Linked DNA regions of Mus musculus: all the other regions are linked to region 2. A link is a contact called in public HiChIP or PLAC-seq data. All regions are on one chromosome and are shown on one strand. Each heading gives the region's core, a stretch centred on a gene start, on an enhancer-like site or on the middle of the called end of the contact. The rest is flanking DNA. Distances are from core to core; before and after follow the strand shown. Region 1 has its middle 5.0 kb from the start of Gm31583. Region 2 overlaps Lpp (LIM domain containing preferred translocation partner in lipoma). Region 3 has its middle 46 kb from the start of Gm46545.

Region 1 (4,191 bases), core at 994-3,493, 340 kb after region 2:
TCTAACTAATAAAACCACAATCCCATTTTAATACCTTCAAGTTGTCTTACATGCTCCTTTGGGGGAAGTGTTTGCTTTTTAAAAATTATGGTTCTATGAAGATCCTTGTGCATTTTGCTCTCTGTGTTTTTACACCATATAACCTTTGGATTCCAGAATCCCATTGACGAGTTGACTGGGGCACTGTGCCCAGACATCTTATGACTCTTCCATATTGTTTTTAAAACAAATTTTATAGAAGTGTCCATTCAAAATAGTGCTAACCAATTTAACCTCAACTTTTCCAAGTATTTGATTTTCTAAGTAAAGGGTTTTTCTACTTAATCTATACATGTTTCCAATTTGTTTTCATTTCACTTGTCTAACAGGAGCGTCCAATGCTTGATACATGCTCTCATTGTTTTTGTAGATTGTGTTATTGACATTATAAAATAACCTGCTACGGATTTTCAAATTTTCTGAAAGTTCCCAAGAGAGTGTTTCCAAAAAACCACTTCCAAGGAACTTAAATTTCCAAAGTAATGAAATTGTAAGTGTGTCGTGGTAAAAAAGCAAAGTATCCAGCTAGTTGGTCTTTTATCTCCCAGTTTATTTTCACATCCAGCTCATCCTACCAGAAGTGCTTTAAAGGGATATCAAGAACAACACGTAATCAAGAACTCCACCCCCACCCCTACCCCCACCCTAATGCCACTCTCTAGAAGTCTATTCACACAGGACTTACCAAGATTCAGAAACTGCTCTTTGTTGTAAGAAAAGGCAATTTGGAGAACAGAGCAATTACAGTTCCAGCTTGGCTGGTGGAATGTGAAGAGTCAGAGAAAGCTTATTGGAAGAAATCATATCTGAGCTGAATGAGCAGGATCTGAGGCAGACTCTATTTTAGGGCAGTTGTGGGATTGGGGCAGAGCAGTCAAAGCCTTTCACCCAGTTTCTGTGGGAGAGTACTTGGGGCTTGCCTAAGTCTTTGAAGTTACAGATTCTCTTCTCTAGACGGAGAAATGGAGACAGGCAGAGTCATGGCACCAGGTCACAAGGAGGGGGTTCCACACATAAGTGTGACCTTAGGGACAAAATTGGCACAACCAAAGGCTGGCTAGTTTTTATTGTCCCCATAATTTTAAAATAACACTGTATATTTTGAAAGACTTAAGATTCACCGTGAAGCTCGGTGCTTTCCAGTGCACAGATCAAGCCACAGCGTTATTATCCTGGGGCATGGAGAGAAGACTACTTATCACTGGAGACAGAGGGCTCTGAACTCTAGCTGCTCCAGGTACAGAAAGTGGAATGGATAGACTCCTAGTCTCTTAGAAGTCATATCGTAAACATTGCCTGGGACTGTCTATAGACAGAGAAGAATGACTAATAAGGTCAACTTTCTGATCTAGTCATCATGGTAATAGACTGAGCCCTGCCCTGAGACTGACAGGAGGTCAAAATTAAAGTCTTAGCTTGTCCTACCAGGCTGTCAGTCATGGAGGGGAGGTTTCTCCAGTCTCACACAGGAAATAACATAATACATCCCTGAAATTTTGATCAAGACATAACAGTGAACGGCAGCCTTCAGTGCACTGTTTAATCAAATTCTCACCAGAAGCTACCTCACCATTAGAATAAATATAGATGGGAAAGTAGTGCTTCTTGGTTTCAAAGTAACCTTGAAAACTTTGAGTCTACTTAGTATCCTAGTGGAGGAATCTTGCCAAGGTCCCCTCCCTGACCCCTATAAGCTACTAACTCCTGGTAGGAGCTCAAGCTTCAAGATCACCTAGAGCTAAGAAGGTTCCCTGTGGGACAAGTTACAGGACCACATAGTTAAAGGGATTTTCCAATTGTCCGTCAGTCACACTTCTAAACCAGGGATCACAGAGTGCTCACATCCCAAGCAGGCAGAAGGGTAGCAAATAGGTTTCTTACAGTGCCCGTTTAACACATAGAGCAGTTTGTCCAAGTCTTCAGTTATTGAGTCAAGCCCTCTCTTGCTTCAGAAATTGCTTCCACCTGAGAGAAGAAACCAGGTATCTGAGGGTTTCGATAGTGCAGAGATGTGGGGTTATAAAAACAATTCAGAAAAAGATTGTACGTATTTGCAAAATAGATTTGCATGAAACCATTTTCAAGTTTGCACAATTGGCTGCAATACTTCTGTGGGAAAATTCCTAAAAGCCTTCGGGGCAGCTCGCTCTGCTCCTCACTGAAGTGGTTCTAGTGGCCCATGCTTATCTTCGAACTTAAGGAAATAAAGCAACATCATGAGCTAAGGCCCACATCAAAGAGCCATGTGTCAGCACTTCGGTGCCATGTGCTACCACAGTGCCATTTTCTAAGAGCTCTGGCTGGCCCCTCTGTTCTTGGAGGTAGGTGTGAAGTGGTCAGTCACTCCAGGGCAGAAGTTGGGATTCCTTGGTTCTCTCTCCAGATTGTGGTGAAGTCCTGAATACACTTTTTTCTTCCCACCTCAATTTCTCGGGAGAGGTCCTTTGCCATGTATGGAGCTTGTGGTCAAATGGAAATACTTGAAAGACGGCCAAGTGGAAAGAGGATTTTGGCCTACTTTGCATGGTCTCCGAGGACAGAACTGAGACCAATAAGATGGTCAGCGGTACCAAAGAGGACTCGGACTGTGGATAAGGTTGAACTGTGGAGAAAAGATGTCTTCTTAATTACTTAATGGTACTTCCCATGGGACAAGCCACCTAATTTAATTCTCTCAATAGTCCATAAAGTAAATATTATTAATTTTTTTTGTACCAGGAAACAGACCTGGAGAGGGCAAATAACTGGATTTGGGTTGCATCACTTCTGAGTGAGCCAAAACCAAGACTTCAGTCAAGCCAGTACTTAATCCCAATCATTTGTGTGCAACTGTCTCATAAAGTAAATAGTGAGCAACACTCCCTTGATTAAAGAAGAGGGAAAAAATACCCCAAAATCCACATTCTTTTTTAAGCAGTAAGTTACCAATGTGCTTTCTGAGTGATTAATGTGAGCTAGGTATGTGAGCCGAGAGGCTGAGGACTGGGTAGAGGACCAGCCTTCTTTGCAGTACAACAGACAGCAGAGACTTGTGGGGACAGTAATTCTCCAGGGAATTACCTACTGCACAGTAACCAGGTCCCAAATAGCTGATCAGCTAGCCAGCAAGAACACTGAGGCGTGTGCAATTAAGGATGCTATTAGCATGCTTTTGAAACATTTCTGATAAATAGAACTCACCCAGACAGAAATGGTTGTCTTCAGAGGCAGTAAGACTCTTGAGCGCTCATGACCTTGTGGAAGAATGGATGTTTTGATTTCAAACCACAGTGACAGGAGGCTCAGGGTGGCTGGGCAAACAAGGGCGGGCTTGGCCCAGAAGCACATGTCCGGGCTCCCAGGCTTTTGGGGGTTCTTCTCACTGGGCTTCCCAGCCTGCCCCTCCCCATGCTGGTGAGGGGCCTATTTTGCTCAGAACTGTGGCTCCATGAGGGATGGCTGAACTCATCTTTCATAGTCGCCCGTTTTTAATCCCCATATCTCTCTCGGTCCTGTGGACTCCCACTCGCTTCCTTAAAGCGATCCCACTATTTCTGTTTGTGAAGTTAAGGTATTTGTTCAGGTTATCTAAGGTTTCCAGTTGGAGATGGAAAGCAACTCAGAGAGCGTCTCATTTAACCACTGAGTTCTACAGCTGAAAACTAGCAAGTACAGATGTGAGTTGGTGTCCCAGAAACTGATGGACTCTATGCAGAGTGCCTTTTGTGTGCCGCTTCTGATGGTGAGGTGTGCCAGTTGCTATGACAACCTATGAAAACCAAGTCCCTCCTCTCAATGAATCTCTATGAGTTGAAAGGACATATGTCTTAAGTATAAGGAGGCAAGCAAGCTGGGATTCCTCACTTCGAGTGTTTTCTGATGTTAAGTGATAGGAAACATTGAATCACAGTGGTCTCTTCAAGATGTCAGTCTCTTCAATGATACAATAGGGCAAACTTGGATGGAACCTCAAAGAAGCAGGAAGCATCATAGCACATTTGGCACGGCTTTGTAAAGTTCCACCCACGTGCCCACAGTCTTGAGTCAGGGAGGAAGGTCTAGAGAGGAAATGTGAGGAGTGGGGATTGATGGGGAATACATGATAGTCCATCTCTTTATAAGCCTGATACTGTTGTAATCAAAACCCATCCAGCACTGCATCATGGTATATCA
Region 2 (4,146 bases), core at 453-2,952:
ATAGATACAGGAAGAAAAAAAAGAAAGAGCTGGTTCCTTGATCCATTCCTCTGTATCTCATGTGTCTCACTCTACGTCCTAAGATGTTTCCTATGCACAGGCAAAAATACCTCACTTGATTGCAATAAGCCAATAAATCTAGAACTCTCAAACTGATGTAACAGGTATAATAATCTAGTCAGTTACCCAACAAGCTTATGGTCAATGTAAACACCAAGCCACAGAAAACAAAGCCTGCTTATGGCAAAATTATTGACCTCTTCCTTAAAGGTTCTAGCTTGGACAGTTTTCCAGATTCACACCTCTTAGGCTTGCTTGCTGCACTCCTGGACCATCCAGCCTCACCCGGCGCCATGCTCAGGACTTGAGAAATGTTTGCTCCTTTCTCTTATCTTGGCCAAAAGATGAACGGTGCTTTGACCGGTGACCCCAGCAACATGTCCAGCACTTACAGAGTTTTGCCACTGCAGCAAGAGTTGAAGTCCCCTCCCCTGAAACATGGGTGAGTTTGAGTCTGCTCCAACCGATGGAGAAGAGAAACACAGCCTCTGACTAACAACTACTGGCTAACAACAGCATGTTGGTCAGGATTCACCCTCCCTCCTTCCTTCCCTCTATTTGCCTCTCCCTCCCTTCTTCCCTCCCTCCCTCCCATATCCCTGTCCCTTTCCTCCTTCCTTCAACCTTCCTTTTAAGGCCATCAAACTAAGTGCATGCTGCGAAGAAAATCTATCCTGGAGAACATATCCAGCCATCCTGACCTGTGACTGTCAGCATTGCGTGTCTCTAGTGCCCAACCTTTAATTCCTCCAGCCAAGACCACAGGCCTTGTAAAACAAAAGCTCTGGCCATGTAGGCAGATTTCTTCCTCCTTCTTTGTCCTGCCTAAATTCTTGACCCAGAAAACTCATGAGCATATGTGATTGTTATATGCCCTAAGTTTGCAGCCCTGACTATTCTTTCAGCTTCACCCATCCCTGCTCAGACCATTTCTTCCTACACTGATGAAGTCCATAGACGATCTTGTATGGAAATGGCTCCACTGCGTGGTTGGAAACAAGGTACAGGTTCTATCTGTTACTACAACTAGGGGACACAGCAGAGTTAATGGGGGAATTGAAGATAAACAGACACAGACCAAGAGCCTTGCTCAACTCTACATCTGCCTAGTGAGTCCACTGAGGACTATGGCCTCTGCGGGCCTCTGTGCTCTCATCTGTAAGAGGGCTGGCTGAGCATGATTAGGAAGGCTAACTGCTGAAGGGCTTGTGAGGATGAACTGAGAGCTACCCAGAAACTGCAGCCATCTCTGCAGCTATTGACTACCCAGCACTTCCTCCTTGCTAGTGTGACCTCATCCCCAACACAGCTCCACTGCCTGCCTGCTCAGCATGGAGCTCAAGGCCTCAGACATGACACGCAGGTCAGAAACACTCAATCCTGGCTAAAAAATAAGCAAAAACTCCTACCTAGCGCATCAAGACTGCAAGCTCCAGTGGCTAGGAGTGTACACCCTGGAATCTCTGGCACAGATTCAATTCCCAGCTCTGTCAGGTCTCGCTGGTGGCCTGAGCTCTCTGTGAATGTCTCTTTATATGCAGAACAGGGACAGAAATGACACTTTCCTCACAGAACCAATACAAACGAAGTAGCCACCACTTAGTCATGTCACCAAGTATGTCGGTGCATGAGCAATCCGAGACTCATTCAACTGTAAACCCTGGTGCCTGGTGTACAAGGTAAAGAGTCAGGATCCCAGCCCATCTCTCCAGCATTGTACCGAAGCCAATGCACTTCCCATGCTCCCCCACAAGCACATTTAATGGGAAATGTATCTCACTTGAACAGGGGAAAGCAGTCCAGACACACCAGGGCTGTACCTCTGGGCATAGCAAGATGATAAGGCCAATGTCAGAAACCCTGCTTTTCAGCACAGTCAGCTCCTGTGGGTAAAATTAGCTCAGCTCTGTTCCAGTGCCAACCGGAGCCCCAAGGCAAAACTCACCCCAGGCAAAGCACGACCTCACCTGACCCTCACTCTCAGGAAGGGGTCCCTCATGCACCTCATTAGGGACTGCAATGACTCACTAGGCTCTTTCCTGTCTCTGGCTGCTGAGTTCACCTCGCTGCTATCCAAAAGCGCAACTCCACAGGAGAACTAAAGACAAATGCAAGCAGCCATTTCGGCTTTCTTCCCTCCGAGGCAGCTCACAGCAAGGACTGAGAAGGCTGCTTGCAATGCCAGCTGTGTGCTGAGAAAGCTTCCTGAGTTGTATAACCCAGCTCACAGGCAAAGAGCGGGCACTTGCCCAAATAGACCCCTGAGGTGACTATCCTTAGCTTTCTACAAAAAGGACAGTGTTGACAGAAAGACAGGCCTCTGCAGTACCTCTGTACCCTACAGCACACAGCACAGTAGACTAGAAGACCGCTAGAATCTCCTCTGCACCCTGTCACCCCAGCCGAGCAAGGACCACCTCTTCTAGGACCCTCCCCATTCACACTGCTACCTGAGTAAATTCCACCCCACCACACCCGCACCCCTTACTCTAGAGCACTTAGTCAGGCACAAATGACTAAAGATACAGAAATGAGAAGAATGTCCCTTCCCCTCCAGGAAAAGCAGTGAAGTTCAACAGAGGCCCAAAAAGGAGGAAGCAGAGATAAGTAAGGTCAAAGGTCACAGGGGACCGTAGTCCCAAAGGGAATGAGCAGGCGACGGGGGCAATGTTTCAGAGGAGAAAATGCAAGTGTCAAGCCATAGAAGGTGACAGAGAATCCAGGTACATGCCTGAAGACACGGCTACCACCTGCTGACTCTCCCCTTTAATAGATGCAAAACATTTGGAATTTTACTCTGGGTGAAGAAATTAGAGACTTTGAAAAATAGAGGTAGGCCAGAACATGTTCCTGAGTCTATAATTCCACTCGTGAGGAACAGAGAACACAATCAAAAAGGGCAGGACCAGGAAAGAAGGCCAGCTGAGAATGCTAAGAGAAAGGCTGAGCTCGGGAGGGGCCCTAAAGGACGACAGGAAGGGAGGGTTGTGGAGTGGCTGCCACCATAGCTGACAATACAAGCTGAAGACAGGGCATCCTGCATCCCATGCCCCCACCCCTCCCCCCACCCCTTGTGTTCCGCTAGCAGTGACTTGCTTCCCACAGTGACAGTGACATACTGAGTCTCTTTAAAGACTTCCAAGTGCAATGTCCAAGAGGCAGTGACGTCATTCATACGTGGGCCTCCAGCTCACGAGTTCCAAACCAGAAAACCTCACGCACCCGGCAGGAACACAGATTCAAAGACAACCCAAGACAAAGTTCTGGAGCCCCTACCCCTCTGGCATGTGAGAAGGGCAGAAGCCAGCATGGAAATCTGGAAGAAAAGCTAAGGACATCAGACTGAGAGAGAGAATAATACAAAGGCCAGGAGAAACTATGCTGGCAAGTACTAGAGTTGGCATCACACAGTGGAGTGGAGCACCTCTCTCCAGACTGAAACAGGTTCGGACAAAAAGAAAGAAGAACATAGACACATGTGTAAAGATAAATAAAGAGGAGCTCAGAGACCAGCATCCCACAAAGACTCCATGTCTCCTCCCTGACTCTTTAGACTACCCTTGACCTCAGGGCACAGTGTGTACCACAGATCATCTTGTGTACTTCCTGGCCAGTCACATTTTTGAAAAGTAACAGAAATTAATTTTATTAGTGTATTCCATTTATTACAACACACCCAAATACCATTTCAAAGTAACAAAAACAAAATTTATTTACGTATACCTTTAATCCCAGCACTTGGGAGGCAGAGGCAGGCAGATTTCTGAATTAGAGGCCAGCCTGGTCTACAAAGTGAATTCCAGGACAGCCAGGGTTACACAGAGAAACCCTGTCTCGAAAATAAATAAATAAATAAATAAATAAATAAATAAAATAAAAAATAAAAGATATTTTATATCTTTTGGATACTAAGCTTTTGAAATCCGATGAGAATTTTACATGTACATGTCAATTTGAGGTATCCACATTTTGAGTTCTCCCCTACCATATGTCATTCTGATCTAGCATGGATGAATCGGGGCTCAGTATGGTGCCTGCCACACAGTGCATCTTTAAAAACATGAAGAAGTACATCTAGATGGATGA
Region 3 (4,011 bases), core at 129-2,628, 400 kb after region 2:
GAGTAAAGTGGTCCAATTAAGTCCTTAGTTTTATGAACAGGGAGACTGAAACCTAGAGAACAAGTGGCTTGGCCAGGTCTACATAACAATGAGTAACACAGCCGATGTGACTCAGCATCTTCTTGAACCACTGGTCTGTGTCCTCTTTATTGATACCAAAACAGTGTTTCCCCTCAGTTCATCAGTAACTCCATAACAGGGGTACCCCCTGGCATTCTGAAACCTAAGTTCAATGGGGAAGCTCAACCCTTGATGGACATATAACATCTTGAGAATATATCCAGTGTCACTTCAAAGTATACACTGGTGTGTCTCCTGAGATCTGCTGCATTAATATGATTCTGTTACTGTAATGAAATGCCCAAGCCTGGAGAAATTATACAATAAGTGTGTTTATTTAACGTATCGTTCTAGTAGTTCGATGGCACAGCATTGGTGTTCAGTTGCTTTGGCCAATGCCTTACCACAGATGGCAGCAGAATGGCAGGAGTTCATGTGAAAGGGAGAGATAGTTTGGTTAGAGAGAAACTCAGTGACTTAGAGAACAGGATCAAGACTTTTATTTTTTTAGGATTTATTTTATTTTTATTTATGTGCATATATGTGTGCATATGTGTGTGCGCATGTATGTGCTTGTGAATATGGGTTCCTGTAAGGGCCAGAAGAAGGAATTTCCTAAGAACTGGAAATCCATAGGGTTGTGAGCTGCCTGATGTGGATGCTGTCAACTTAAATTTGGACCATCAGAAAGAGCAGCAAGTACTCTGAAACACTCAGTGATCTTGGCAGCCCTTAGGATCAAGATTTTATACTAACTCGTTTTCATGAGAACTAACTCAGGATCCTGTATGAATGGGGTACTGATTGGTTTGTGTGTCAACTTGACACAAATTGGAGTTATCACAGAGAAATGAGCCTCTCTCGAGAAAGTGCCTCTATGAAATCCAGCTGTAAGACATTTCCTCAATTAGTGATCAAGGTGGAAGGGCTCATTTTGAGTGGTGCCATCCCTGGGCTGATAGTTTGGGGTTCTATAAGAAAGCAAGCTGAGCAAGCCAGGGGAAGCAAGCCAGTGAGCAGCATTCCTTCATAGCTACTGCATCCACTCCTGCCTCCAAGCTCTTACCCTGTGTGAGTTCCTGTTCTGACTTCCTTTGGTGATGAACAGTAATGTGGAATTGTAAGCTGAATAAATTCTTTTTTCCCCAACTTGCTTCTTGGTCATGATGTTTTGTGTAGGAATAGAAACCTTGACTAAGACAAATGGCCTTAATTCTTTCCAAAAGCAGCACCTCAAAATCCCTAGACAGAGGTCCAACCTCCACCTTGAGTCACCGAGGGCCAAACCCAAAACCTTTGAACTCTTGGGTGGTGAATCATATCTGAATCATAGTAACTATCAACATTCTTTAGGATGGGTGGCTGAGCCTTCATCCAGGTGGGTGTCTCACTAGTCCAAATCAATACTATTTACAATAGTGGGGGCACTTGGGGGTGGAGTCTGGTATCAATCTTGTGATACAGCAAATTGTCTTGTGTGATGGTTTGAGTGAAAATGGCATCAAATAGGCTAATATGTTTAAATACTTGATGTCCAATTAGTGGAAGTATTTGGGAAGGATGGGAGAGGGACTTATCCTTTTTGAAGAAGGTGTGGCTCCTGGAGTCACACAATTCCCAGTGTGGTCTCTCTCACTCTGCCTCTTGCTTCTAGACTAAGTTATTCACTCTCAGCTGCTGCTCCAGGTTTTCCCGCCTCCACACTTTTGCTCAACCATCATGGACTCCAAACCTCTGAAACTATGAGCCCAATTAAATACTTTCTTAAAAAATAAGTTGCCTTGGTCATGGTGTTTTATCACAGCAATTGAATAGCAACTAATGTGTCTTGGCCTCTGTTAAGAAGAAGTGATGGGGCATGATAAAAACACAGAAGGGAATGGAGCAAAGATTCTTAATTTTTTGGCAGAAGACACCTTCCCGTTTCAACACAAACATTCAATGTGTGCAGAATTTCTTTCCCCTAACTCTCAGGAAAGAAAGATGAACCTTTAGCAATAAAGTAACATGACCAAGGCCAGGAAGGGCAAATGGACCATGATCATCATTGCAAATCTATACATAAGACAGAGTTTTCCCGAGAGAACTGCAACCTCTCCTAGTCTCTTCCTATTTTAAGTGCTCTTTACTCTCGGTTCCATTTATGTCGATAGAGCTAAGAAGGATACATATCTTTTAACCACTGAATTTAGTGTACCTGTCTTTGAACCCTGGTAATTTATTCTTTACACACATGATGCTAATTATTTCAAAGGGTCAGGGTTCCTACTCTAAGAGAGAGGTACAAGATGTCGACTTGCAGTGAGCATAATGTCCAATTATCAATGCATTTCCCACCAGAATGGACTTAGTACCTTCTAGAAGGGATTTGCCTTCACATTTGGTAGCCACTCCCTAGACACGGCCTCTTTAAAACTTGCTTTCTAGTAACTTGTGGGTGTGCCCGTACTGTTCTCTGTATCAGGGCCCTTAGGAGTCATTGCTATGCTTCAGGAACCTACCTTCTAACTTCCAGGTCAAATTCTTTCCCCTTAGAGCCTTCTTTAATCACTTTGTATGAAGGCTAAAATTTACTTCCTATGAAAGTCCTGTGAGCACTTTGCTGATGTCCCCCTGGAAGACTTAGAACACTGTATTCTAATAAGTAGTTAGAATGTCAATAAATACCGACTTCTGATCTCTTTGCTTTATCTGGATTATCTTGGCCTCAATGACACTGAATGTTTCCCCAGGGAATAGGAAATGATTTATATGGTGATTGACTTAAGGTTTTCCCCTAACATCCCACCTGCACCAAAGAATGGCTTTACATTTGTGTATTTTAACATATTTTACATTTTTATGGAGGAAAGGAATTCATACCTAATTCACATTTTATTGTGTTTTGCAGATAATACACTTTTACAGCTTAAATGTTTCTATGGCCCCAAACCAAACAGGTCTTTAAGTGAGCAGGAAATGCCACTGAGTGTGAAAGTACTTGTCTGGCACTCACAAGACCCAGCACTCTACAACATAAAACAAACACAAATTGCTCCATCAATGCTAATTGCCCAATGGTATGCTCTCCTTGTGTCTCCAAGTCACTTAAAAAATGTATATAGGATCTCTCTGTGAGGGGTACTCAGTATGTAGACCAGGCTGGCTTCAAACTTACAGGCCTGACTCTGCCTCCCAAGTGCTGGGTTGAAGAGCATGTGCCACCATGCCCAGCTATCTGTATCACATTCTTATAATTTTGTCAATATTCCATGAATTCCCTTTATTGTTAGATATGTGAATGTGATATTTACTTGCTGGTCTTTGATGATTCTGGGATGTCATGGGTTCTCATTTTAGAAGCAGCTAAGTCAACGGAGGAGTGTTGTGTGTGATCTACTTGCTCCACCAACCAGTTCCCTCCCCACCTCTCTGCCCCTTCTCAGGTCTCCCTCTTACTTGAGACACGCAGTACTGACATTATGCCAACTAATAGCCCAGCTACTGCCCAAGTAGAAGGAAGAAACATGTCTTTCTTGCTTTCTTCTTTCCTTCTTTCCTTCCTTCCTTCCTTCCTTCCTTCCTTCCTTCCTTCCTTCCTTTCCTTCCCCTCTTTCTTTCTTTCTTTCTTTCTTTCTTTCTTTCTTTCTTTCTTTCTTTCTTTCTTTCTTTTTTTCTTTGGTTTCTCTGTATAGGCCTGGCTGTCCTGGAACTCACTCTGTAGACCAGGCTGGCCTCGAACTCTTCTGAGAGTTCGCCTGCCTCTGCCTCCAAAGTGCTGGGATTAAAGGTGTGCGCCACCACGCCCGGCGAAACATGTATTTCTTAATTTAAATCAAGTTAGAAATGAGCACATTTAAAGAAGGAAGCATGCCGAAAGCTCCTTTAAAACTAGGCTCCTTACACAAAATAGCCACCAGAATGCAAAGAAGACAGCTTGGAAGTGCAACCCAAACAATCGAATGAGTGATG

The links. HiChIP or PLAC-seq counts read pairs in DNA pulled down with a chosen protein or histone mark.
Region 1: a FOXA1 HiChIP or PLAC-seq map of pancreatic cancer cells shows a contact between it and region 2. The contact joins two enhancer-like sites. A contact is called at or near these places in 1 of 115 datasets of contacts at active chromatin or transcription factors (pancreatic cancer cells) and 1 of 9 other capture datasets (macrophages).
Region 3: a FOXA1 HiChIP or PLAC-seq map of pancreatic cancer cells shows a contact between it and region 2. The contact joins two enhancer-like sites. A contact is called at or near these places in 1 of 115 datasets of contacts at active chromatin or transcription factors (pancreatic cancer cells) and 1 of 9 other capture datasets (macrophages).

What each region holds. Positions count from the first base shown.
Region 1 is chr16:24,092,988-24,097,178 of GRCm38.p6, reverse strand. No RefSeq gene overlaps it. Among named protein-coding and RNA genes, the nearest start is that of Gm31583, 5.0 kb to the right of the region's middle. Within about 2 kb of position 2,243, at least 33 of the 459 cell types and tissues checked have an H3K27ac peak or open chromatin away from gene starts, as enhancers often do. A contact at or near this core is called in pancreatic cancer cells, where this site is marked.
Region 2 is chr16:24,432,682-24,436,827 of GRCm38.p6, reverse strand. All of the region lies in intron 1 of Lpp (LIM domain containing preferred translocation partner in lipoma), which reads right to left. Among named protein-coding and RNA genes, the nearest start is that of Gm24440, 28 kb to the right of the region's middle. Within about 2 kb of position 1,702, at least 164 of the 459 cell types and tissues checked have an H3K27ac peak or open chromatin away from gene starts, as enhancers often do. A contact at or near this core is called in pancreatic cancer cells, where this site is marked.
Region 3 is chr16:24,035,033-24,039,043 of GRCm38.p6, reverse strand. No RefSeq gene overlaps it. Among named protein-coding and RNA genes, the nearest start is that of Gm46545, 46 kb to the left of the region's middle. Within about 2 kb of position 1,378, at least 12 of the 459 cell types and tissues checked have an H3K27ac peak or open chromatin away from gene starts, as enhancers often do. A contact at or near this core is called in pancreatic cancer cells, where this site is marked.